Regions from separate parts of the Canis lupus genome. Here regions 1 and 2 are each linked to region 3. The links are chromatin contacts, called in public Hi-C maps. All regions are on one chromosome and are shown on one strand. The core of a region is the stretch at or near the end of the contact, and the rest is flanking DNA. Distances in the headings are between cores, read along the strand shown.

Region 1 (4,353 bases), core at 802-3,301, 140 kb before region 3:
ATAGCTTCCTAGGAGATTTTGGTCTTCCTCAAGTAGATGTTCTCTAAATGCTCCTTTTCTGTCCCACTTCCTCAAGGATGACAAGGCCTGCTGGTTTTCCTTTTTCACTGCATGTCCTTGCTAAAGCATCCTGAAATCCATTGGCAAAGCAAAAGGTAATGCAGGGAGCCTGATGTGGAAATCAATCCCAGGACCCTGGGATCATGCCCTGGGTGGAAGGCAGATGATCCATCACTGAGCCACCCAAGCGTCCTAGTTTTCTTTTAGTGTTATTTAGTGTGCTATAGCTTTCTCTATTACTTTTAATCTATTTGTATCATTTTTTAGTAACTGTTTTTGAGTTTGAATCCATCCTCCAGCTTTACTGAGATCTAATTGACATATAATGTTGTGTAAGTTTAAAATGTACAATGTGATGATTTAGTGCACATATATATCATAAAGCCATCACGTGATGCCTGGGTGGCTGAGTGGTTGAGTGTCTGTCTTCGGCTCAAGCTGTGATCCCAGAGTCCTGCATTGGGCTCCCTGCATGGAGCCTGCTTCTCCCTCTGCCAATGTCTCTGTGTCTCATGAATGAATGAATAATATCTTAAACATAAATAAAACCATTTCAAAAATAAGGTTAGTTAACATATCCATTATCTCACATCATTACATTTTTAATTGAAATATAATGGACATATAACTAGTTTCAAGTGCATAACATTATTTGCTATAGCATATATTGCAAAGTAATCACCATTATAAGTCTAACATATCACCACAGAGTTACAATTTTATTTTATTTTTTACAATTGAGAACTTCTAAGTTCTATTCTCCTAGTAACTTTCAAATATGCACTACTGTATTATTAACTATAGTCACCATGCTGTGCATTTTAGCTCCAGGTTTATTTATAAATGGAAGTAGGCACCTTTTGAGAATCTTCAGCACCCTCCTCTCCCAACCTTTGGCAACCACCAATCTATTCTCTGTATCTTTGATTTCAGGTTCGTTTTTGTTTTTTCATTTCTTGGATTCCAAATAAAAGTGAGAACATACACTACTTGTCTTTCTCTGATTTAAATAAGTCCCAGCCATATTGTTGCAAATGGCATTTCCTTTTGTTGTGGCGAAATATTCCACTGCGTATATGTACCTCATTTCTTCATCCATTTGTGTGTTGATGAACACTTTGGTTGTTTATTTTTGGCTGTTGTGAATAATGCTGAAATGAAAACAGGAGGGCACATACCTCTTCTACATACTCATTTCAACTTTTTTTTTCATTTGTTTTTTATTGAAGTTCGATTTCCCAACATGTATAACACCCAGCGCTCATCCCCCATCAAGGGCCCTCCTCAGTGCGGGTCACCCAGTCACCCCCCCTCAACCCCCGCCCACCTTGTTTTCTACTGTTTTTCAATTTCATTGTTTCTACTTTTTTTTTGTTTGTTTCTACTTTTTATTATTTCCTTCCTTCTTACTACAGGTTTATTGCTCTTCCTTTTTTAGTTTATTGAGGTGGGAGTGTAGGCAGTTGATTCGAGAATTTTGTTCCTATGTAATGTAAACCTTTGCAATTTTCCCTGGTACAGAATTTCCTCTCACCACTGCCTTAGCTACAACCTACACATTTTGAGATACTGCGTTTTTATTTTCATTCATTTCAGTGTATTCTAAAATTCTTGAGACTTCTTCTTTTGGTCTATGGGTTACTTAGAACTGTGTTAATTTACAAGCGTTAACTTCCCGTTGTCTTTTAGTTCCCAATTTCTACTGATGCCACTGTGTCCAGAGAACAGAGCCTGTACGATTTCAGTTCTTAAATTTTGTAAGATTTGTTTTATGGCCCAAGTTAAAATAAACCGCGATAAACGCTCCAAAGGTGCTTGAATAGAATGCGTACCCTACTGTTTTGGGGTGTTCTGTAATTGCTGATTGGCTCAAATGGTGCTGCGCGCAGACGCGCACGCAGAAAGGCCTTAGGCAGCTCTGAGGAAGAGGCTCCGGTTTTCTGGCTTACTGCCAGAGCCGGGCCGCCGCTAGCCGCCTGACGGCTCTGAGCGACGAAGTCTCACGTCACTTCAACATGGCCGCCCGCAGGCCTGGCTGACGATTGCCGCCATGTTGGGCTGAGTCAGCCATTTGGAGGGGGCCGATTTTAGCAGAGAGCCATGTTGAGTGGGGAGACCTCCCGCCAAGCAGCAGCTGCGGAGCATGCGCACACCCAGGCGGCAGCTGAAGGAGTCCCGCAGGGACTGAGAGAGAGCGAGAAAGGAAGTCGGCCAGGTTTAGTCACTGCCTGAGGTAAATGGCCACGGTCCTAAGAGAGCGTGGGTGAGGGGCAGGTGAGTACAGCGGTGGGAACGTCGGGAGCTGAGCGGAGAAACGTGTCTGATGTCTGTGATTAGCATCGGGTCAGTGATGAGAGCCGGCAGTGGATGAAATAATGGAGCCCATGGGGTCTCCGTCAGCGGGGGCGAGTCGGGGTCCTCGGGGTCTCCGTCGGTTGGTCGGCGGGGGCAGGCCCGGGTCCCCGGGGTCTCCGTCGGTCGGTCGGCTGGGGCAGGCCCGCGTCCCCGGGGTCTCCGTCGGTCGGTCGGCGGGGGCGGGGCGGGGTTTGTAGGGTCAGTGGGAGTGGATAACTGTGGAGACTGAATAGTGGGGAGTCTGAGGGATGAGTGATGTTAGACATTAATTGATATCCTCTGTTTTTTAGGCTTTTTGGTTTAGGAATATTTATGATTTATTTGTGCTATATTTTGCTAGAGATTTAAAAATTATTGCCATGAAGCATAAATTTTCATTTACCTCATTTTGATCTGTTACCCAGATTAGGAGCTACTTTGCTACTCATAATATGTTTTTCTTTCTTTTTTTTATTATTAAACGTCTCAAATTTTATTTTATGGACCATTTAAAAGTACATTTAAAGTATGGACCAGTTTAAAGGACCATGGTTGTCTTTATAATCTCTACTTCTTTTTTCTTCTTAAAGATTTATCTGTTTAGAGAGAGAGCAGGTGTCCACAAGAGGGGTAGGAGGGGCAGAGGGAGAGGGAGAGAATTTCAGGCGCGCTACTCTAAGGAGTCCCAGGGGAGGCCCCATCCCAGGACCCTGAGATCATGACCCTGGCAGAAATCAGGAGCCGCACACCCAAATGACTGAGCTACCTATGTGCCCCATCTCTACTGTTTTTATACTAATTTAGTCTCTCCCTTTTTAAAAGATACTTTCTCTTATTTTTTCACTTTTTGATGTAAATTGTCATTCTTCCCCTTATTTTTTCAGTTTTATGCTGCATACTTATAGGAGTATAAAATTTCCTTTATATCAATTTATGAAGTGTATAGTTTTTTTATGTTTTTTTTGAAGATTTAGAGAGAGAGAGTGTGAGAAGGGGGTGGCAGACTTCCCTCTCCCACAACCCTGAGATCATGACCTGAGCCAAAATCAAGAGTGGGAGGCTTAACTGGTGCCTTTTCTTTTCTTCCTTTTTTTTTTTCTTTTCCTTTCTTTTCTTTCTTTATGAGAGACACAGAAAGAGAGATGGCAGAGGGAGAAGCAGGCTCCATGCAGGAAGCCTGATGTGGGTGGACTTGATCCCGGTACTCCACGATCTCGCCCTGAGCCAAAGGCAGACACTCAACCCGGGAGCCACCAGGCGTCCCTTCTTTTTCTTTTTTAAAGTAATCTTTGCACCCAACATGGGGCTTGAAGTCACAACCCCAAGATCATGCTCTTCAGACTGAGCCTGTCAGCACCCCTATCAGGTGTCTAATTTAAATTTGATGTTTTTTGATCCTGAGTTATTTAGGAGACTTTCTTCATTTCCAAAGTATTAAGATCTGTTTTATTTTCAAGTTGACTGTGTTGTAGCAAAATGTAGCCTGTAAAGTATCAATATTTAAAAATGTATCAAGATTTTCTTTGACTTATACAGTAAACTTTGTTCAATGGATATAAGAGAAAGAGTGTATTTTGTTTGTATGTTGCCGAGTTCTCTATGTATATTAAATAGTCTACTTGTAGTTTTAAATCTTTTTCCTCTTTTTTAGTTTTTGGTCCACTTGATTTATTGTATTCTAAAAAACAACAATCTCTCACTGAAGGTTCACTTTATAGATCTATGGGTGTTTTGTTTTTTGCTAGTTTTATTCATATGTGTTTTGGGTTCAGGTATGTATTTTGGGTGCAGGCATACGTACATGTAATGGTTAATGTATTTTGTATCATTTTTTTTCATTTATCAAATGCTATTATTATAGAATCCCTCTTTTCAACAAAAAAGCACATTAACTTCGAATTTCACTTTGATACTCATATTGCCGTCCTTCTTTTGTTTTTATCTCATTTTGATAATGTA
Region 2 (4,151 bases), core at 987-3,486, 230 kb before region 3:
GAGACTAGAACAAACAACTTGCGAATGGTGAGTAACTATCTCTGTATTGACTGTCTCCTAAAATGTGCTATTTTGTTAGTATTTGCCTGGTGTAATATTTCAGACACAAAGGGTAGTACCTGAGACCATGACTTAAATGCTCAGTTCCAGCGCACAGAGGGGCACTGTTTAGGTCACGACACACCTGGTGCAGGTTAGCAGCCTGCAGAACAGCCAACTTAGGGACCCGAGCTCCAGCCACACTTAAGTATCAGTAAATCACGAGATTTTTGGAAGACTAAAATACAGTTTCCATGGCAGACATTTAGAAAGTTTGAATACTCTGTTCAAAGTGAGCACTCCCATAGTGGTTTACATAATTCTAACATTGAATAACCTGAATTTTATTTTTATAGCTACTGAACACCTTGAAAATGATTCACATTTATTTTTAACAAAGGCTTGATGTTTTTATAGGACTGTCGGAAGAAACATAAAGATGCCAAAAGGAGAGTGAAACCAAAATAATAAATGTCAGCATTGGTTTTGATATGAATGTGAAGAAGCCTCGCCTATGGAAATTGGGTGATGCAGAAAATAATTTTAAGTGAGAAAGAATTCATAGTGAAGGAGTATTAAAATGTGCTTGATGGATATCATTGTCTTTTTCTGTAGATTTCCTTTGTATCTCTTCCTAAGTAATTTTTCAAAAAATAACCTGAATTTTTTTTCAACAAAGCATAAGATAATCCCCCAAAATATTTTTTATATATCATCTCTCTCTATATATATATATATATCTCTATATATCATCATCTAGTTAATTTCTCATTAACTACTGGGTATCTTCTAACGCAGGTTTTACATAGTCTTTTTAAATGTATGAGTAAGAGCACTTTTGTTTGCCAGTTCAGCTTTGTGTGAATTATAGACTACTTGACATACTTATTTCTGATTGTATAGAATATACTTTACCTCCATTTTGCCTTTTTTTTTTAAAGAAGTTGAATACAAATCAGCCTGAGTTCTGTACTTGTGTCCTGATGAACAACTAACTGAAATGCAAGACATTTCAGACAAGCAACACTTGCATATAACAGCCAGCACTCATAACATCACGTGCTCTCCTTAATGCCCATCACCCAGGTACCCCATTACCTATTGACTTCCTACTCTAACAATTGAGATTCGACTCTGATCTGAGTTGTGGATGTTGACCACATTTAACTTTTTTCCTAGAATCTCCCTCCCACACACACACTCGCTCAACTTCTGGATTTAGCCTTATCACTTTTCAACAGTGCCATAAAGTTGTTTCTCAATCCAACTTTCAAATTATCAGAACTGTCATCCCCACCTTTTCTCCTCAAGGCATCTATCCAGGAGCCTTCTTTCCTGCTCTAATCTGGAATGGCTGGACAGATGATAAAAATGAACAACACAGAGTGGAGTCCTTCTGGTTAATAAGCTGAAGAAACACTAGTAGATGTAGGTGCCCAGCTGAGTTCCTGACTAGAGTTTCCCCCTTGAGCAAGGCCACGAGACCCCAACTCTCATCCTGGAGTGGGACTGTGAACAAATGCTTGCACAAACTCGCCCAGGGATGCAGGAAGCTGCTGCAGGATTGCTCTGCATTTGTAAGGCCTCCCCTCTCCTTCAGTCTCTGGTGCCAAAGCCTGAAGCCCACTGCCCTTCCGCTCCAGCTTCCCTTTGGTTTTGAACTAGCAGATCCAGTGCCAGCAGACCCATGGCACTGACAATAAACTAAACGAGCAGATCGATAAAGCAGCAAATACATATTTTCATCACAGGAAATGTTAAGACAGGGATAACTAAACCTGGTCAACAAGAAGCATTTCCTTCCCTTCTATTGTGTTACTGTGTGCGTGAGGCTCGTGAACCATGGCTGTACAGGAGGACGCAGGGACTCCGGAGGGCTGCGGGGCCCCTCGAGGGCTGTGCCGGTAACCCGCCCGCAGGTGCCCCCTCCCCGCAGTACCAGTGGCCCGTCGCAGGTGGCCCCGCAACCCTGAACCCTTCAATGGTCACGCAGGTCGGGGCTGCACGGCACAGCCGCCCGATTTCCATGCCTGAATACGCACAGTCCCCAGCCCCGAGCCCGACACCGCCCACAGACTGCCGTTCCGCTGGAGCGCACGGCCGCCTTCCCAGAGCGTACCGTCGCGCGCGTCAGGGTGGGCGTGGCCGGGGCCCGTACAACCAATCGGCATTCGGCTTGTTGATGGGTGGCGGGCGGCGCACGCTGGTTGGCCGGCGCAGACCAGCCTCTCCTCCCTGCCGGGCGCTGTCAGAGCGTTGCATCACCTCCGGACGCCCGACGCGGCGTGCACGCGGTTCTTTCTTGGCGCGCCCGCACCCGGGCCCTTCAGGTACCTACGCCCTGCGCGCGGTCCTCTTCGGTACCCCTGCCCGCGGGGACGCCCCCAGGTCACCCGGCCCTCTCCGCGGCGTCGCCCCACGTACTCCAACCCCGTGCCCTGCCCGCGGGGTCGCCCCAGGTCACTCCCCCTGCCCTGCCCGCGGGCCCCTTCAGCACCGCCGCCCCGCCGCGCCTGCCGGGGGGGGGCCGGCTGGCTGCGAGAATCCGATGTGGTAGTTTGCTACGTTGGGAGGCCGGGCGAAGTGGCTTGCGGGAACGCGTGGTGGTACTCCTCCCTTTTCAGTCTAGTCTACTTCACGGGCTCCTCCCGGCACAACCCTTCCAGCATTGGCTTTGGAATTTGATTTTGTTTTTTAAGATTTATTTATTTGAGAGAGCCCCAACGACCGGGGAAGGGACGCGGGGGTGGAGATGAAGAGAGTCTAAAGCCGGCTCCGCATAAGCGGGGAGCCTGACCTCACCACCTCGAGATCATGACGTGAACTGAAATCAAGAGTCAGTATCACTGATGGAAATAAGGGCGCTGGCCCAGCGATTCCTTCAGACAAACACTGAACCCTGACGGTACACGTGCTTCTGCAGGCGCTTCTGCGGGCACCGGGCTTGCAGCTGGAGATCCTGGAGAGTGTGGAGCAGACCACAGTGTGTAAGAGAAACAGACTCAGGGAGGGCTATTCTGAGGAGGAGCGAGCATCCTTTCAGCGACATTTCAGCAAGGTGGCGCTGGAGTGCGTGGAGAGAGGTCCAGATGCAGGAGAGCAGATCAGGAAAGGGGTTTTGTTTCCCAGCCGCGTCCGAGACAGATGTACCTGGAGCTGGAGTTTTGTAAGAGGAAAAGTCAGGAGGAAAAGTCTGTGCATAATATTTTTGGGGAGAGAGGAGTGACTGAGTTTTTTTTAATACGAAAATGATACTTTCAGAGCTCCATTAGGAAGGTGGTATGTCAGGTATACCGTATTTACTTTTCTCTTTATTTTAAAAGTTTTGTAATAAAGCGAATATATATCAAAAAAGAAGAAGAAGAAGAAGAGTGGTATGAGGTAATAAGTAAAGACCCGTTTTTTGATGCCGTACTCCACTCCCATAGTAGTTTGGTAGGTGTAGCCTTCTAAATTCAAATACAAAATTACTTAAACATGGGTGTTATTTACATATTTATGTTTTAAGTCTCTTCTTTTACTTATTCATGGATATTTAAGTTGTTTTCACATATTTATTTGTAGGAACAATGCTTCAGTTAACATCTTTGTGCATATTTTATACATTTGTGTAAGTATATCTGCAGGGTATATGTTAAAAGGATATGACTACACTGAGAAAAGGCTAGAGATAGACCTGCCTCTGGGGTTCAGTTTGACTTAATGTGACATATTATGAAGACCTGGGCAGTAGAGAGAACAGAAATAGAATTAAAGGTCAGATTGACATGACCTTGGTGATCAATTGGATGTGGAAATTATCTGGTACTATTAGGGGGACTCAGATTTCAGATAATGGGAAGGAATAGTGGAACTGCTAGTGCACACGGAAGCAATTGTGGCAAGGAGGAGCTTAAATTTGTATTGTATTTTGTTATGTTTTTAGAAGATGAGAGCGCAGGGGAGAAACAGGGAGAGGGAGAGAGAGAATCTTATGGAGGCTCCATGCCCAGCATGGAGCCCGCTGAAGGGCATGATCTCAGACCCTGAGATCATTACCTGAGCTGAAATCAAGAGTCAGGTGCTTAACTGACTGAGCCACCCAAGGCACCCCATGGATATTTATTTTAAAG
Region 3 (4,835 bases), core at 1,488-3,987:
TCTGCCATCTGCCCATGCTAGTCATTTCACTAAGCACAGCAAGCATCAAGAAAACTCTGAGACACCTGGGTGGCTCAGCGGTTGGGCGCCTGCCTTTGGCTCTGGGCATGATCCTGATTCGGGGATCGAGTCCCCAACATGAGTCTCCCTGTGAGGAGCCTGTTTCTCCCTCTGCCTGTGTCTCTGCCTCTCTCTGTCTCTGTCTCTCATGAATAAATAAATAATATTTAAAAAATAAAAAGAGGGATCCCTGGGTGGTGCAGCGGTTTGGCGCCTGCCTTTGGCCCAGGGCGCGATCCGGGAGACCCTGGATCGAATCCCACGTCGGGCTCCCGGTGCATGGAGCCTGCTTCTCCCTCTGCCTGTGTCTCTGCCTCTCTCTCTCTCTCTGTGTGACTATCATAAATAAATAAAAATTAAAAAAATAAATAAAATAAAATAAAATAAAATAAAATAAAAAGAAAAAGAAAAAGAAAACTCAAGACAGTATTCATTACCATTTATTAATAGTGACTCCGTGCATCTTCAGAGACTAGGAACTGGACAGAAATGTACCTGTGCCCCTAACCTCTGATTAGCATCAGGAGAAGGAATTAGGGAAAGAGTCTAAGTTTCCTTGAGTAGACATCCCTCAAAAGTTCCAGCTCTAAACACATAAAATTAGCAACTTTAATTTTTAGTAAATGACTGCCAGGGATCACCTATATATTCTGATCATTCATGCCAAAAATACTGAGAACTAATAACAGCTAATATTTACTGAGAACTTACTCAATGCAAGATTACAGTAACCCTTACAATCCTCTGAGGTAAATACTATTATTAGTTGGGAAAAGTAACATAATTTGCCCAAAGTTATGCAGGTAATAAAAGGCAGGAAATGGGATTCCAAGCATGCTCACCTAATCACTCTGCTATACTGCTTCAACCTGCCAGGTTATTTTTTTTTATCCTATAAACCAAAGGGAGCCAATGAAAAAATTTAAAGACAGCAGTAATTATCATATTTACATGTGAGGTCACGCTGACATTATGGACAACAGGCCAATGATAATGTAAGTAAAGGCCCCAAGAGATAAGTCAGAATCTAAGTCAAAATGCTGAGGAAATGAACCATAGGGATGCAGAGAAGAAAATAACATAAAATCTCGGCCTGGTAAAATCTGCTAGACTTAGTAATGCACTCAATGTTGTGGGCACAGAGAGAGATGAAGGAGGCTACCTCTCATGTTACTAGCATGGCCTCTGGTTGGTAATTATGGTCTGTCAATTCAAGGATAGAAGGACCTGGCAGTTTGGTTTAGTTTGGGGGGTGGGGGGAGATGACAAATCTACTTTTTAAATAATTAAAAACAAAACGAGAAAAACCAATTCTCTGGAATTTCCTCCCCCCCTCCAAATAAAATTCTCTTTACAAAATGTTTCTTTGAAATGAGGAACCCCTAACGCTTTTTCAAAACTAAGACCTCACTTGAGCAAGGAGGGTCCTACAACATTGCTAAGCTCTCAGAAAGATCGGGCACTGAGAAGCAGGGTTGTGTCGGGACCTTGATAGTGCAGCCTGGTTCCCACAGAACTAAGAGTAGAAACCAGCTCTTCTGGCTCCGTTCTACCTACTGCTCCTTCGATTTCACCGCCGACCCCCAATTCTACTAATGGGGACTCCCATCACCAAACAATAATCATGCAGCATTGGTTAAAAGCAAATAGAGGTATGTCTGCTGAAACTGCATACATTTAATTTTCTCAAAATTTCTAGTTTTCTCGGGGTTAGTTGCTATATTTCCTGTCCTAAATAAACAAGACAAAAAAAAAAAAAAAAAAAGGTCTTTAAGAAGTGACTGGCTCTCTAGGCTTACTTCACCACAGCAAAGCACAGCGCCACCAACCAAGCCTGTTCTCCCGAACGCAGGCCCGTGAAGCCAGGGCTCCAGAGCCGCGGCTATAGCTCCGAGATCCGCCCTCCCACTGTCCAGGAGGCGGGAGCCGAGGCGCTGCCCAGCCCGCATCGCCAACTTCCCTGGCGGAGGGCCGGACCACGGTCCCAAAGGCCCACACACATCTATTTAGGCTCGGCCAGTCGCACGTCTACAAATTCCCGAAAGAACTAAATTACTTATACTCAGCCCCGTGTCTAGCGTTCTTTGAAACGATAACCACCCCCACCACCACCGAGTTCCGTCAGCAGACGAGCGGCGCTAGGAAAGTCCAGCACTGAAGGAGTCCAATGGCTGAGCCCGGAATGGACCGGCTTTCCGAGAGCCGGAGCCGACGCGGACACTGCACGTCTCCCCAAGCCCCGAGGGGCGCAGCGCCTGGCTCCGCACCCCCGCCCCGGCTGCCGCCCCGCACCCCAGCCCTGTACCTCAGCCCTGACCCCGCACCCCCGCCCCGGCCGCCGCCCCGCACGTCGGCCCTGCACCTTAGCTCTGCCCCGTGCCCCAGCCCCGCACCCCGGCCCCGGCCCTGCACTTCAGCCCCGGGCCGCGCCCCGGCCCTGCAGCCCGGTACCCCAACCCCGCCCAGCCTCCCCTAGTCTGGGGCCTCGGGCCGAGCGCCGCGGCCAGGACCCGCGCTCGCGCTCACCGAGATGCCGCCGGCGGCCTGCGCGCCCGGGCGCTTCTCCGGCATGGCTCCCGCCGGGGGCACAGACGCCGTCTTGTCCTCCGGCTCTGGCGGCGGGTCCTCGCTCATGCCGCGGCCATGCCCGCGCCGGCTCGGGACGCTCCGGGGCGACGGCGACGCCGCGGACGCGGCGGCGGGGCCCGCGCCCTCATGGGCTCCGCGGCCCGCGGCGGCCTGCGGGTCGGGCGGCGGCGCCAGCGGCGACGCCGAGGGCTGTAAGGGCGGCTGGAGCTGGAGCCGCTGAGGAGGTGAGGATCCGAGCGCAGCTGTAGAGGCCGCCGGAGGTACCCGCCGCAGCCACTGCGATTGTGGTGGCTGCCAGCGGCGTCAGCGGCCCCAGGACGCTCAGGAAGCCCCGCCCCGCGCCTCAGCTCGCGCCTCAGCTCCCGCCTTAGCTCCCCGCCCGCGCCGAAGGGCTCAGGCAGCGCCCCGCCCACCTCGGGAGGGGCCTCCGGGTCTCTGGAGCCGCGGGGGCTTCCGGGCCTCGCCGCGCGGCGGAAGGACGTCATCCCCCAGGACCGCCGCAACGGAAGCCGGCCGCGCTCTGTTTCCTGCGACACCGCCCAGTCTGGCAAACCGTCCTACATGCGTGGGGTTTTTGTAATGAGGGCTCCTCTGGGATGATTCCTGGCGTCCTCACCAGGTACAGAAATGGACACGTTCCGACACGGTCTGGAATCCAGAACCGGGAAAGTGCTACGTGCACTGTAACGAACGTGTTCTGTTCCTCTCCGAACTCTAACGAAGCTGCTGGAGAGCTCAGGCTGTGGGGTGCGCGGGAAGGGCGGTATTGGGAACATGCAGGCCCATGGTTCCAGCAGGGCGAGTATGAACTGATAGCTAGAATCACAGAACTTCATGTGTGAAGTAGGGATAGTGGCTGGAGGCTAGGTGAAGATGTGCAGAAGGAGGAAGCTACACTGTCGTGAGACTTTGTGAAACGATACATCCTACTTTGTAACTTGGTAACTACAAAGCTAACAGGCTGGGCTGCCGCACCAGTTTGGAGAACAAATATGGTTAGAATACTTTGTCCTGGTAGATGGTTGAGCATTCAGTCCTCCTTGAAAGAAGAGGAATACCTTGAAACCCTGAAGACCTTATGCCTTTCTCCTTCTTGGGGAGACCCAGATGGATTTAACTAACAATGAAATAAGTCCAATCAGTCCACTATTGATTTACAACTTGTGTTATTTCTGAGAGAGTTAATAAAAGGAAGCCAGAAGGGGGAGGTCTCATGCCCCACCACATCCCGGCACCTGTAAACCCAACGGGAAGAGACACACCCTGCAAGTCCATGCTGCTTTGCTTTAGCATTATTCCAGCAAGAGGGAGAAATGTTCTCTCCCAAGCTTCAACAGCCCCACCGGTGAAAAGCCATTATACTCAATATTCTGGTTTCCTCCAGTGGACTTGCTGTTGGTAACAGCCCTCCCAACTTTCCCTGTAAGAGAATCTTCCTCTTCTGGGTTCTTGGGGCTAGTCTGTGGTTTTGACACACTACCTTGCTTTCTTGCCCTGGATTGCAATTCTCTGATATTTCTCAATAAGCCCATTTTTTGCTGGTAAAAGAACTGGCAGCCTTACTTTTAAAGTTAACGTTTCAAACAGTTCATGCACAATCCTAAAGATTTTTGTGTGTTCTGACATAGTCTGCACACTGGCTAGGTGCCTCCCAGGCCTTGAGCTAGTAGAACTTTGGTGTCTGAGTCACCTCAGGCTGCTACAACAAAGTACCAAAGACTAGATGGCTTAAACAACAGAAATTTACTTCTTACAATTCAAACGGCTGGAAGTCTGAGCTCAAGGTGCCAGTAGTCAGATTCTGCTGAGAGCTTTTTTTCCTGGCCACCTTACTGTGTTCTCACAAGGACAAGCTCTCCGGTTTCTCTGATAAGGACACAAATCCATCATGAGCACTCCTGCCTCCATGATCTCATCCAAACCTATCTCTCAAAAGGCCGTATCTCTAAATAGCATCACTTTAGGGGTTAAGAGTTCAACATATGAATTTTGGGAGAGGATACAATTTAGTTCATAGCTATAGCTTAATTTATACTTTCTGTTCAGACATTGCCTCCTAAAGCACATGAATCTCCAAAATTGGTTTTTCCTGAAAGAACACCGTTCTTGATCTCTGGTGACCAACCTGGATTGCCTCTTAATGAAGGGACTTGTTGCTACTTGGCCTTGATTGAAGACTCTTTAGT

Evidence for each region. Hi-C and Micro-C count contacts between places; a contact is called where the count stands out from the background.
Region 1: a Hi-C map of blood shows a contact between it and region 3, with 2.5 times the contacts expected there. The contact joins the promoter of ZNF484 here to the promoter of MFSD14B in region 3. A contact is called at or near these places in 2 of 9 Hi-C or Micro-C datasets (both in blood).
Region 2: a contact with region 3 is called in a Hi-C map of blood, with 2.9 times the contacts expected there. The contact joins the promoter of IARS1 here to the promoter of MFSD14B in region 3. A contact is called at or near these places in 2 of 9 Hi-C or Micro-C datasets (both in blood).

Annotation. Positions count from the first base shown.
Region 1 is chr1:99,850,735-99,855,087 of UU_Cfam_GSD_1.0, forward strand. ZNF484 (zinc finger protein 484) reads left to right here and starts at 2,052. Exons shown (of 5, transcript XM_038527416.1): 1 at 2,052-2,293.
Region 2 is chr1:99,764,693-99,768,843 of UU_Cfam_GSD_1.0, forward strand. It overlaps IARS1 (isoleucine--tRNA ligase, cytoplasmic), which reads left to right and starts at 2,237. Exons shown (of 33, transcript XM_038527397.1): 1 at 2,237-2,369. NOL8 (nucleolar protein 8) reads left to right here. Exons shown (of 17, transcript XM_038527398.1): 16 at 1-27; 17 at 457-635. The coding sequence ends at 507.
Region 3 is chr1:99,994,657-99,999,491 of UU_Cfam_GSD_1.0, forward strand. MFSD14B (hippocampus abundant transcript-like protein 1) reads right to left here and starts at 2,738. Exons shown (of 13, transcript XR_005354392.1): 1 at 2,587-2,738.